Regions from separate parts of the Mus musculus genome. Here all the other regions are linked to region 4. The links are chromatin contacts, called in public Hi-C and promoter capture Hi-C maps. All regions are on one chromosome and are shown on one strand. Each heading gives the region's core, a stretch centred on a gene start, on an enhancer-like site or on the middle of the called end of the contact. The rest is flanking DNA. Distances are from core to core; before and after follow the strand shown.

Region 1 (3,099 bases), core at 107-2,606, about 16 Mb before region 4:
TGTCAGAAGGATGGATAGAGAGACACACAGGAAGTAAGAAGGAAGAAAATTCAGTTTAAAAAAGATTTTTTTTAAGGTGGGCATTTTTTAAGGGGTATTCCTTCTGGGACATTGGCTGAGGAGGAAGGTCAACTGGGTACTTTCTCTGCCTCGCAGAGCTAGCAGGCTTTCTTCCCAGCATCTGGTTCCCAAGTCTTCATAGGAAAAATCAAACAACATGACTGCCCCAAGGTATGTTTTGAAGAGGAGGTTTATTGTAGATATGAGGGAGAGAATAGCCAGAAACATCTGGAAGTGTTTATACTGAACATGGCCAACAGACAGAGCTTGGCTTTGGGGGGTTGGGAGGGGGTAAGAGAGAAGAGAGGGATGCAAGTGTACCAAGAAAGAGCCAGGAGTAGAACCAGATAGGAGCCAATAGGCCAAGAGACCCAGTGTCCAAAATAGCTATGTTATATGGAGATCAATAAGTCGGGAAGGGAAGAAGCAGAAAGTTAGTCCCTGAGATGGAAAGGTTTAGGGGAAGGGGAGAGGTGAGCAGTGCTGGGAGGAGCAACAGGTACTGAGTAATGTTGCAGAGAGCTGCAAGTATTTGCATTGATGTTTTAGTAGGCACTTCAGTCAGTGATTTGTCCCTCTTTCTTTGAGGCCTAACAATGTGGAGTTGAGTAAATACTACAAATTAAAAACAATACTGTTACTGTTTTTTTGTCATGAGTCAATCTCATAATAGGGATATAATTATTGTCTTTAATTTTTCTGCCATTTAAACTTTACTTTGAAATATCTTTCCTGAAGTAGATCCAGTTTCTTCTGTTTTAGAGTTTCTACTCTTTCTGGTTTTTTAGATTATATTATAATTTACTCATTGCATTTCCTACCTCCAAACCCTCTCCTATACCCATCGTCCTTGCTCTTTCAAATTCATCACCTCTTTTATTATTAATTGTACATACATACATTAATACAAATTGTACAATGTTTCTTGTATTTAAGTGTTTTCAGGCTGATCATTCATTGTTGGATAAACAATTGGCGTGCTCTTCCCTGGAGAAAAGTATTTCTCTTGCTCTCAGAATTCCTTATTTGCATATTGTTCTTTGTGTAGGGTTTAGACGTTCTCGACTCTTTGCCTGACCACACAAACACAACCGTTTTCATTGTCTTTGTTCAGTTCAGTATAGGCAGTCACACTAGAGAGACTTTATGGGTGTGGCTTCTGATGTTCCCAGGAGACACAATTCACAGTAAACTTCCGTTTCTCCACCTCCATTTTCTCTGCAGTGTTCTAAGCCTGAGGTATAGGAGTTGTGCTGTAGATGTCAGTTGAGACTGAACTCTACAGCTCTGCATTTCGATTGGTGTGGTTTACACAGGTAAGTTCCCTTAAGACTACAGTTATTTGTGAGTATAAGATCAAATGTTTAGCATTTAGTAACGTGATAGTTGTAGGTCCTATTCCAACGATTACTATTCACCCAAATAAAGCAGCCAAATTTTCTGTTTCAAGCAGCAGTTTACAGACATTTGGCGGAGAAAGGGTCAACAAAGAATTTGAGTCCCGAAGGGGGTTGTGGTAGCCCCAGGGACTCATGGGAAATGTAGTACTATTGTCTGCAACATGGCGGCGTCCGGTTGAAAGGGTGTCAGAGCATAGGTGGTCAGGCTGCACCGGGGAAGGCTGGCGATTGACAAAGCAGCTGGGAGGTGAACATTTCTGGTGAGGAGAGAGAAAAGTGTACGCCACCTGATTGGGGCCTGGGGATATGGAGGATCGCAAATCCTGGCTTACTCCTTTCAGCTCCCTGTCTGCTCTGTCCTGACCAGCATGGGCCGACTCAGACCGCGAAGAGTGCAGTTTATGGGTTGGGGAGGTAAGGCCGTTGGGAACCCTGGTAGGATCTAATGTCCTTATGTTTGGCATATGATGGATGCCTAGCGGTGTCTGTATTAGCTGCCATAGGGGTTGAAGACCAACCCTTGCTTTTAGTCGTTTTTCAGCAAGCATCAATTCTGTGAAGCACGGATATGCAAGGCACTCTTGGCCCACATCTGCCTTATATTTTTTTCTTGATCAGTCCTTCTGCTTCTGGGGTCAAGTAGTGTCAGACTGTGGTTTTGATGATTTCGTTTAACGTTTGTCTCTAGCTGTTTAGCAGGTACCCAAGATTGTAGACGAGAGTTTCTGACTCCAACACATGCAGATAATTGGGATACTCACTCGGTGGGTGTTACGGAAATCGCTGAAGATGGCTGCCAAAATTAGAATTACGGAGTTTAATAGCTAAAATGGCAAATTCTGCTTAGGTTTATTTAAATATGTATATTTAATGAGTCGCTACTACATATCACATCCTGTTTAAGTGCTGTGTACTACCCGGTGAATAATACAGACAAAATCACTACTTCATGTACTTAACTTTCTATTCACTTACAGAAGATAACAAACAATGAGTGTAAGAAAAAATAGAGTGTGTAATTCAGAAACGGTAATTTTTTTCTAAGTCTTAATGTTTAACTCTGCTTTCTTTTTAAATAGATAATGTAATTTGGATAGCTTATTAATTCAAAAGACATGTATCACCTGCATGTGTATCTATATACCACCTACATGCCAGAAGAAGGAGTGAGATCTGGAACTGGAGTTGTGAATGGTTTGAATTACTATGTGGGTGCTAGGACTTGAACCCGGGTCCTCTGGAAGAGCAGCTAGTACATATAACCAGAGTCATCTCTCTAGCCACAGCTCTATTTTCTAACTCAGACACGGATACAGTACAGTTGGTACTTGGGGTACTATCCAACAAGATATATTGAGAGTTTACTAGTAGCAGAGCCTTTATTTCTTTGTTCTCGTCTTACCAACAGAGAATTTGCTCAGACTGAAGGCAACTGAACAACTAACTGCGATGGCTAGTATCCTATTTAATAGTGACCTTACTCCTGTCACATGCCAGGTGCATCCAAGCAGCTGTGCACTGACCCGATCCCTGTTCTTCACATCTGAGTAATCAGCCAAGGCCTATTGATCCTGTGGGAACTTTGTTCTCATCCTTGCCCTCCTCTCCTCCCCTCCCCTCCCCTCCCCTCCCCTCCCCT
Region 2 (2,891 bases), core at 305-2,804, about 15 Mb before region 4:
TCTGCTTAATACTTTCCTACTATTTAAAACGTCAATTAATAATGACTTCCTTATTCAGTACTGACCACAGTCAACCCCTCACAAAATGGGTTGTAAAATCTGTTTATTTCCAGATAGGCACTAACTGTGCTATCTATCTTTTTTCTAAGTGTCTAATGGCCTCTCCACTAACTTCTAGTTACAGAAAAAGCTCCTATGAAGCTTCCCCAGAGCTACAAACCCATGTGGACTATTCACAAAAATAAGCCTGACTCCTCTACAGTAGCAGTTACTTTAGAACAAGCCTTCAACAATACCATTAAGTCCTTTCATTGGAGCTGTGCTTCAAAAAGGCTTCTTAAAAATTCATGCTGAAGCTTAATTGCCAATACAAGAGCACTGCAAGGCCATAGCGGGTACCACCTTCATTAATAAACTTATTATCCCAGTCCTCAAGGGTTTCCTTGAACTCAGAACAATGAGCTTAAAGAAGCTCATCTTTGTAATTCAGCCTCGCTTATTTTGTAACAAGAAAAAAACAAAAATACTTAGAAAAATGATGATACCTAAAGAAAATGTAGCTAACAATTTAAAGGGGTTAAAAGGTACAGTAATATAGAATCTACTGTCTCTATAGATAAAAGTTAAAGGAAATGCATCCTTTTTGGTTAAATGTTTTATCAGTAAATTAAGTACTGCCAGTAAACTTACAACTGCCTAATAGTTAAGATCTGAGACATAAAACACTTAATATGTCATAAAAGTGAACCATCACCTGGAAAACTAGTCTTCATGATATCAATGCCAACCTGTACCTCAGGTTCTGCAGCAAGAACTGCATAGTCCCCTTGGTGAGAGATGTTAAAGTTGAAATTGGGATATGGATTCAACGAGTCTTTCGCAAGAACCGGCTTTCCCTTTGAAGTTCTCTGCAGACGGATATGATCCCAAGGGATATTCAATTTCTCTGCAACTAATTTCCTTATCATCAAACGACCAGCCTGTTCAGACATAAAACACACGGTGTGTATTGCTATCTACTAATCGCATAAGTACACTGCTTAGAAAGTATATTTATGGCTTCTAAGTTTCAAAGTATAAACACATTCATTAGTAAACAGACGATTACTCCATAGGCCCCGCCTCCAATTTTAGGGTAAGGGTCTCCACAGGCAACCTCACAAGGGAAGACTAGATGTGAGTGACCCAGGCCTCCGGGATACGAAGGCTGAAGACGGTCGCACGCACTCCGGAGGCTCCGAGACCGCAACGCCACGAGCGCACGTGGGAGTCCGCAGCCCGGCCCGCCTCCCAAAAGTCGCAGGCCTCAAGTACCAAGGCTGCCTTGGCGTCGCGGGCAAACACGAACTTGCCGATGCGCTCCTTCTCCTCCGGCTGGATAGACCGCATCGCCAGAAGCCATTCGGCTCGACTTGGCAGCCAGGTACCGCAGGAGAATGCCCAACGAACGCCCTCCATGGATGGCACCACGCACAGCCTCTTAGCGGGGAACACCATACGACCGGCTCGGTCCGCTGATCCTCAAGCCAGGTAGAGCAGACGCTGACGTAGCCACGCCCCGTCGCTCCGGAGTCTGCGCAAAGGGGCAGCACCTCGCAACAGACGTTACCAGGCTCCACCCCTTTTCAGGCGTCTGTGCGAAGTAGCTGGACGCCCGGCTTAGAAGTTTCACAGACCCCCCCACCCCCACCTTTAGTTCAGGGTTGAGCGTGGGGGCGTGGCCTGACGCAGCTTCGCCCCCAACCTGTACGTCTCCTACGGAAGCCGGCAGGGCGGTTTGGGGCGGAGATTCAGAGTCAACCCAGAGCTCTGCGGCACGGCGTGACGTCTTGTGAGCTTAGCTCGCTCTCCTCGGAAAGGGCGGGACCAGAGTTTCTCAGAACCGTTTTAGCTGCTCACTCTGGAGAAAGAGCTAACGAGACAGTCGCACAAGCCAATCGCAGCCGGAGTTTACAGGCTGGGCCTGGGTGGAGACTTCACCGACTGCAGTTGCAGGTGGGTGAGCTGTGCGGTTTGAGGGAGGAGTGGGCTTGGACCGGCTTGGACCGGCTTGAATCTGGCTGTTGGAGGCAAGGCTCCTACTACTCTCGGTTGTGGTGCATCTCGTGAGCGCTCCGGAAAGGAAAGGTCCGCAGCGAGGAGCCTTCTGCACAGGGAGTTCTATATGGCAGCCGGCAGGGAGGTGACCCTTCCCTTCGTTTGCCAATGGGCCCTCCGCAGACCTCCCTGTCTACCCCGGGCCAACCGAGAACAGAATCGGTGGTGCAAGCCCTCTAAGCTTTGCTGTGCCCCTCAAGGGTTCTGCGCACCTTGATGCCTCATGCTGTTCTTCCTGCCGTCACACCAGTGCATTTCTGTTTCCTTGGTTGCTTGTGTAGATGGATGTCGGTGCTCTTCTGTGAACATCCATTTGAACAAAGTCGAGGACGAGTTAGGGTCCATGGAAAAGTTGGTCTCTGCAGATGAATGTGGATTTCGTGGATGATGGTAGATAGGTGTCATGCTGATTCAACCTTTCTAAGGTGGCCAGAAAGTATCTGGGAAAGCTAGCAATAATCTAATCTACACAACCACTGTCCATTAGTTCTGTATTCCTAGAGATGGGTATAGTCTGATCTGTACTTATTCCCATTAACATTTTTTGTGATATTACACACCCCTCGAGTCTTCTGCAGCTACATGGCAGTTTGAGTCACTCACACACAGACATTGCTATCTTGATATAACCCCTTATCTGTTAAAAGAGTGAGTGAGGTGCTATTTAAGATGTGAATATTGCAAAGACCTCATAATGTGACAAGGTATCTGAAGCACACAGAAAAAGCTACAGTAAGCAATGTGGGGATGAATAAAGACAGCAAGCACTAATACCCTTATCAGTAATTATAATA
Region 3 (2,700 bases), core at 59-2,558, about 16 Mb after region 4:
GGTATTTTTACAAAATTACTTCAGAGAGAGAATATTTATACAAACTCCAAAGTAGGACTGAATGTTAGAAAAATGTAAAGTAGGGAATAAAGCTTACTTCACTTAAAAAGTGGAATTACTTCAAAAGGTTTTGAAGTTTAATTGAGACATGTATATATCTCTTCTGGAGTTGGCCTGGGGTGATTTTAGACTAAAGCCAAGATGATTTTTAATGGCATCCTTACAGTGATAAAGTCCTGTTCCTTTGTGTTCAAATTATGTCCCCTTCATTTTTACACCTCAAATATGTAGATGCTTACAAGTGAAATGCAACTTCTCATGTTTATAGGTTATACTCAGTTCCTTTGCTTACAACGATCTCACAAGCTAAGCCATCTTATATATCGAGGATAAATATGGGTAATAGTGACTAAAATTACCTTTCCCTTAAAAACAAAAAACCCTCAAACAGTTTAATGCTCCAGGATTACCTAGTTACAGTAAAAAGATTCAGGGCTGGGGGGTGGGGTGGGATTTTTAACCCTTTAAATTCCTGTATTTGGCTATAACTGAAATTATGGTGCAATTTAACTTCTAAATTGAATGACAAACTGCTCTCTAGAAAAACTGATTATTACCTCAACACACGCGTTAGAGTGCCTCTATTTTCACTTTCATCAGCACTGCACACTGAAAAAACCTAGCCAACTTGAAAGAAAGGGCACAGTGATATTTTTGTTTGTATTGTATAGTTTTTATACGGGTTTTCTCACTCTTTCTGGGGTAAGATCACCCAGAGGGGTTCCTTCAGTTTTACTTGCTATCCTAAATCCTAAGCAAGCCGGCTGTACACTTGAATCCACGGAAGGTGTAACCCAAACCTGAGGCTACTTCCCTGCTCTTCCAACAATAACACCACCAGTCGCACCATCTGGCCACGGGCGTGCCGTGAGCTCGACTTCCCCAGGGACCCGTCCCCGTTTCCATGCTGGCAGGGAGGGCTCTGTCCACTCGCTTGCCCACCGGGCAAAAGTGGCGCAGGCAAGGTGTACATTACATTGTGACCTGCAGGGGCTTGGGCGGCCTGTGCTCGGGCTGCGAGTTAAAGACGTCCCGAGCAACGCTGCCGAGATTTACCTTGAACGCCAGAACCTGGCAGGGAAGAAAACGCGAATCCACGCGCAGCGGCCGAGGGAAAGAGCGTGGGCTCCGCTGCACCCTGTCCCAGGAAAGGTCCACCGCTCCGGCTCCGTGATCCTCACCAGCCTCGGCCGCCGCTGCCCAGGGTCTAGCAGTCGCGGCTCACCCCGGAACGCTGTTTCCCACTCGCGCAGGCGCACGACACCTCCACGTTCAGCGTAGTCGTTAACGGTCCGCTGTTCAAGTTTAAATCCCGAAGAGAGCCCACGCCTTTGGCTCCGCCCACCATCTCTCTCGTTGGTCCAGAGGCCAGACGTTCTCCACGTCTACATAACGATTGGTGCACATTTTCTCTAAGCCCTCCCCAACCTCGGGCCCGGAAGCGGGGTTTGGGGCGTGGAGCTGAAGTGGGAACCCGCCGGACCGTGGCGCGGAATCTGTTTCTTGGTCGTGTGGGTGTTAGTCTGGCGGTTAGGCAACGGGCTGGCCCTGCTCCGTGCCGCAGCCGCTCTTGGCTGTGGCCGGCGGCGTCGGAGGGTAGCGGAGGGGAGGGTTCTGGGGCGTGGCTGGCCCGGCTCGTGAGTCGGTCTCCACTGCAACCCGCGATAGGACCGCCCGACCAATTCCAGCTGCAGCGGTCCCCGCGGCACGGTATGCACTCTTCCAGAACGCACTATTATTGCCCTCCTTTTCTAGCGTACTGTTAACAAAATAGTATAATAAAAATATTACATGTATGTCTGACGTTTACAATGATTTGTGTACTTACAAAGAAAAAAAAAGGGACCCTAGTGCTTTGGGGACTACTGAGGGTAAGATCGGAAAAGAGGCCCCCATCCCCCGTACTTTAACTTTCTACATCAAATACAAATAGGTGTTTATTTCTTAATATATAGAAAGCTGGGTTGTTAAGATAGCTCTGGGGTTAAGAGCACGGGTTGCTCTTCCATAGGTCCTGAGTTCAATTCCTAGTAATCACATAGTTGCACATGGTTGGCTCATAAAGGGATCTTATGCTCTCTTCTGGGAGCGGGTGTTCATCAGACAGAGCACTCATACGTACCCCCACCCCTCAAATGCTAGAATGCTTAAATCTTCCAAACAATTCTTTTTTTGTTGAGGTTTTTTTTTTTTTTTTTTGCTTTTTGAGACAGGGTTTCTCTGTATATCCCTGGCTGTCCTGGAATTTACTTTGTAGACCAGGCTGGCCTCAAACTCAGAAATCCACCTGCCTCTGCCTCTTATCACTTGCCTACTTAGCTTTTTAATCAGGGCCCTTGCTCTACCTCTGAGGCAGTTAAGAATTTATGAAAACTGAATGACTACCCCTTGATGGACAATGTGACACTACTTTATTACACACATTCTTAGGACAAATATCCTGCTTTCATGTAATGCTTGTATGGAATTTCCTTTAGCATGGAACCTCCAGCTAATGTGTCTTAAGCAAGGTTAGATGATTCATTTTCTTACCTACTTTTGGACATTCAGCTTCATTTCTATACCTCAAAGTTAGGAGCTTGCCATGTAGCCCAGGCTGGCCTTGATGTAGGCAGATGGCAGACTCAGATTTGAGAAACA
Region 4 (2,711 bases), core at 72-2,571:
AAGAAAAGAAAAGAAAGGAAAAAGAGAATACAAATGTATACTAACTTTGAAGATTCTTTAATCTTTAATAGTATCATGATTTTCATGGTCCATGCTGAGAGGATAGGTTGATAATGCAGAAATACTATGGTTATGAGAACTTTATAACTTCATGTGAAGTTCAAATACTATCATAAATCAAATTAACTTAGGCAATTTCCAGTATCCTCAGTTCATTTCATTGCCCATCCCTATATCTGGCTGAACAACCTTTATGAAATTCTTTAACATATATTATTAAGACATGAATAATCTTAATCAATCCTAAAAACTTACAATGCTATAGATAGCAACACAGATACACAGCAGAGTTTTTTGTCCTACTTTTCTGCAAGATATTAATCTATCACCCATCATATTTATTAAATGCCTTGATCTTTCACTCTTTTCATTCTATGACTAATAAAATCCCATGTGTGCAGTTCCTTGGCAAAAATTTGTCTTTTGTCACACCCTCAGTTGGTGTTTCTGGGTCATGGTCTTTGGTATTTGTTTGTGAACAAATTTATCTGCGGCAAGAGTAGTTTTGTGTTGACACCGATTTTGAAACGAACAAGTTGATAAAGCTGCTATATTTGAGGTTAGGTTGGGTGTGTTTTCAGTATTTAAATATGTGTCTAAATATCTTAAGTAAGGCAGTGTAGTTTTGGGGGTATAGGTATGGGTTATGGGTTATAGTGATTGCATACAATATTTAAAGTAGGAAGAGTGACTGCTAACAGGTTCAGGTTGATGATCTTAGAAAGAAGAACAAGCTGAAGGCAGGCCCATAAGATGATGTGGTGCAATTAGAACTTGGAAAAAGCATATATATACATATATACATATATACATATATACATATATACACATATACACATATACACATACACACATACACACATACACACATACACACATACACACATACACACATACACACATACACACATACACACATACACACATACACACATACACACATACACACATACACACATACACACATACACACATACACACATACACACATATATATATTCTACTTGAGCATCCTTGTCAGGGCCGTCCAACTAGAAACTACATTTCCCATAAACCCTTGTCAGGGCCGTCCAACGTAGAAACTACATTTCCCATAAACCATTTCAATCTCATTTAGAAGCAATTAATCGGTTTCGCGAGAGTTCCTAGTTCACCAAGAATGCACGGCTCATTAAGGTTATCAAACTCCATTTCCCAAGATGCACGCCGTGAAGGTTTCACGTTATAAAAGGCTTATGAAGTTTCGCGAGATTTCGAAGACGGACGTGAAGTAGAAGCCATTGCTTCGGGGAGCTAGTGGAAGTCACATGTGCGAAAGGATAGTTGGGGTTTCCCCTGTGTTTGGACCCTCCTGTTCCCCGAAGCGTTCTGAAGCATTCCGGGGCCTTGCGTGAACTTCTAGTTCTTCCGCCTTAGCCGCGGAGACTTCCGCTTCCTGGATTCCACCCTCAGTCTGGTAAGCCCGTGGTTCGTCACTTAACCCGTTAGCTCCAGGAAGCGGAGGGCTGTGGCCGGGATGAGGACAGCAGAAACCTTAGGAGGCGTGCCTTGAGGTCCCCATCCTGGCGACCCAGGAGAGGTTTTAAAATATGTAGACCAGGATGTTCAGGGGTGTCGGAATGACAGTGATTGCTCTTAGCATGGGTTTCCTTCCTAAAACTATCATTGATATGTGCACACCTTTTTCTTTTTGTTATTGTGAAACTTGCCTAATACCTTTTCTATTATGTTAAATCATCAGTTGCTTTATGCGTTTGTTGGCTGACAATCCTCATGTGAATAAATTACTTGTAAACATAGTTGTAATTTAATTTGAAAGTTAATCTAATTAAATACTTTGAACTTTTTCCATAATATTTTTCCAAGCTTTTATATAAAAGCCACAACTTCAATAAACATATAATTAAAGATAATTAAAGATAGCAATAGCTATGTTTTTTGCAGAGGCCAAATTTTTGTTTGTAGTCTACAAGGTGACAATGGTATCCGTAAGTAATAAACATGACTTTAGAAGTTAGTGATGATGGTTACACAATAATGAACATGATAGGTGCCAGGGAAATTGAACACTTAAATTTTAAATAAAATGGCAATTTTTATATTATGAAAAAATATTAAAACGATGACCATTTAGTGAATTTATAAGCTAGATTATGATGGAGATCATTAAAGACTCGTGTGCTCTTGTTATAGTACATATTTTCTCTCCCCTATAGTGAAATATGTGGATTTTGCTGTTCCCCCAATACTATTATGTATTTTAATGAAATCATTTTTCTACTGATCCAAGTATCCCATTGCACCAAGTATCTTAAACTCAAAAGGTAGTCACTTTTCAATAGTGTCACACCTTATATTTTAAAATGAGATGTAAAACCCAGATGCTGCATTTCTCTCTCCAAGGTGTGTTGGGTCTGTATTTTAGTCTTTAGAATATTGACATTTTTATGCCATTAAATTTTATAGTTAATCTGTTTATATAGCTGAGCAATTTGATTTTAAGTGTATTTTCTTTTTTTTTCCTCTCAACCTTTTTTCTACTTGTTTTTTTTTTTTTTTTAATTTTTTATTAGGTATTTTCTTCATTACATTTCAAATGCTGTCCCAAAAGTCCCCTATCCCCCACCTTAGAATTCTGTGGTTCATATTGT

Evidence for each region. Promoter capture Hi-C pulls out the DNA fragments that hold promoters and counts their contacts. Hi-C and Micro-C count contacts between places; a contact is called where the count stands out from the background.
Region 1: a contact with region 4 is called in a Hi-C map of rod photoreceptor, with 9 times the contacts expected there. The contact joins the promoter of Alkbh8 here to the promoter of Zfp317 in region 4. A contact is called at or near these places in 3 of 39 promoter capture datasets (cranial neural crest, maxillary cranial neural crest and pre-B cells) and 1 of 484 Hi-C or Micro-C datasets (rod photoreceptor).
Region 2: a promoter capture Hi-C map of second pharyngeal arch cranial neural crest shows a contact between it and region 4. The contact joins the promoter of Aasdhppt here to the promoter of Zfp317 in region 4. A contact is called at or near these places in 4 of 39 promoter capture datasets (cranial neural crest, frontonasal cranial neural crest, pre-B cells and 1 more).
Region 3: a promoter capture Hi-C map of pre-B cells shows a contact between it and region 4. The contact joins the promoter of Hyls1 here to the promoter of Zfp317 in region 4. A contact is called at or near these places in 3 of 39 promoter capture datasets (cranial neural crest, pre-B cells and second pharyngeal arch cranial neural crest).

Annotation. Positions count from the first base shown.
Region 1 is chr9:3,333,875-3,336,973 of GRCm38.p6, forward strand. Alkbh8 (alkB homolog 8, tRNA methyltransferase) reads left to right here and starts at 1,357. Exons shown (of 12, transcript NM_026303.1): 1 at 1,357-1,376.
Region 2 is chr9:4,307,940-4,310,830 of GRCm38.p6, forward strand. It overlaps Aasdhppt (aminoadipate-semialdehyde dehydrogenase-phosphopantetheinyl transferase), which reads right to left and starts at 1,555. Exons shown (of 6, transcript NM_026276.3): 1 at 1,315-1,555; 2 at 755-980. The coding sequence starts at 1,497. It overlaps Kbtbd3 (kelch repeat and BTB (POZ) domain containing 3), which reads left to right and starts at 1,804. Exons shown (of 3, transcript NM_001164574.1): 1 at 1,804-1,995.
Region 3 is chr9:35,568,761-35,571,460 of GRCm38.p6, forward strand. It overlaps Hyls1 (HYLS1, centriolar and ciliogenesis associated), which reads right to left and starts at 1,309. Exons shown (of 4, transcript NM_029762.1): 1 at 1,117-1,309.
Region 4 is chr9:19,620,770-19,623,480 of GRCm38.p6, forward strand. It overlaps Zfp317 (zinc finger protein 317), which reads left to right and starts at 1,322. Exons shown (of 9, transcript NM_172918.4): 1 at 1,322-1,516.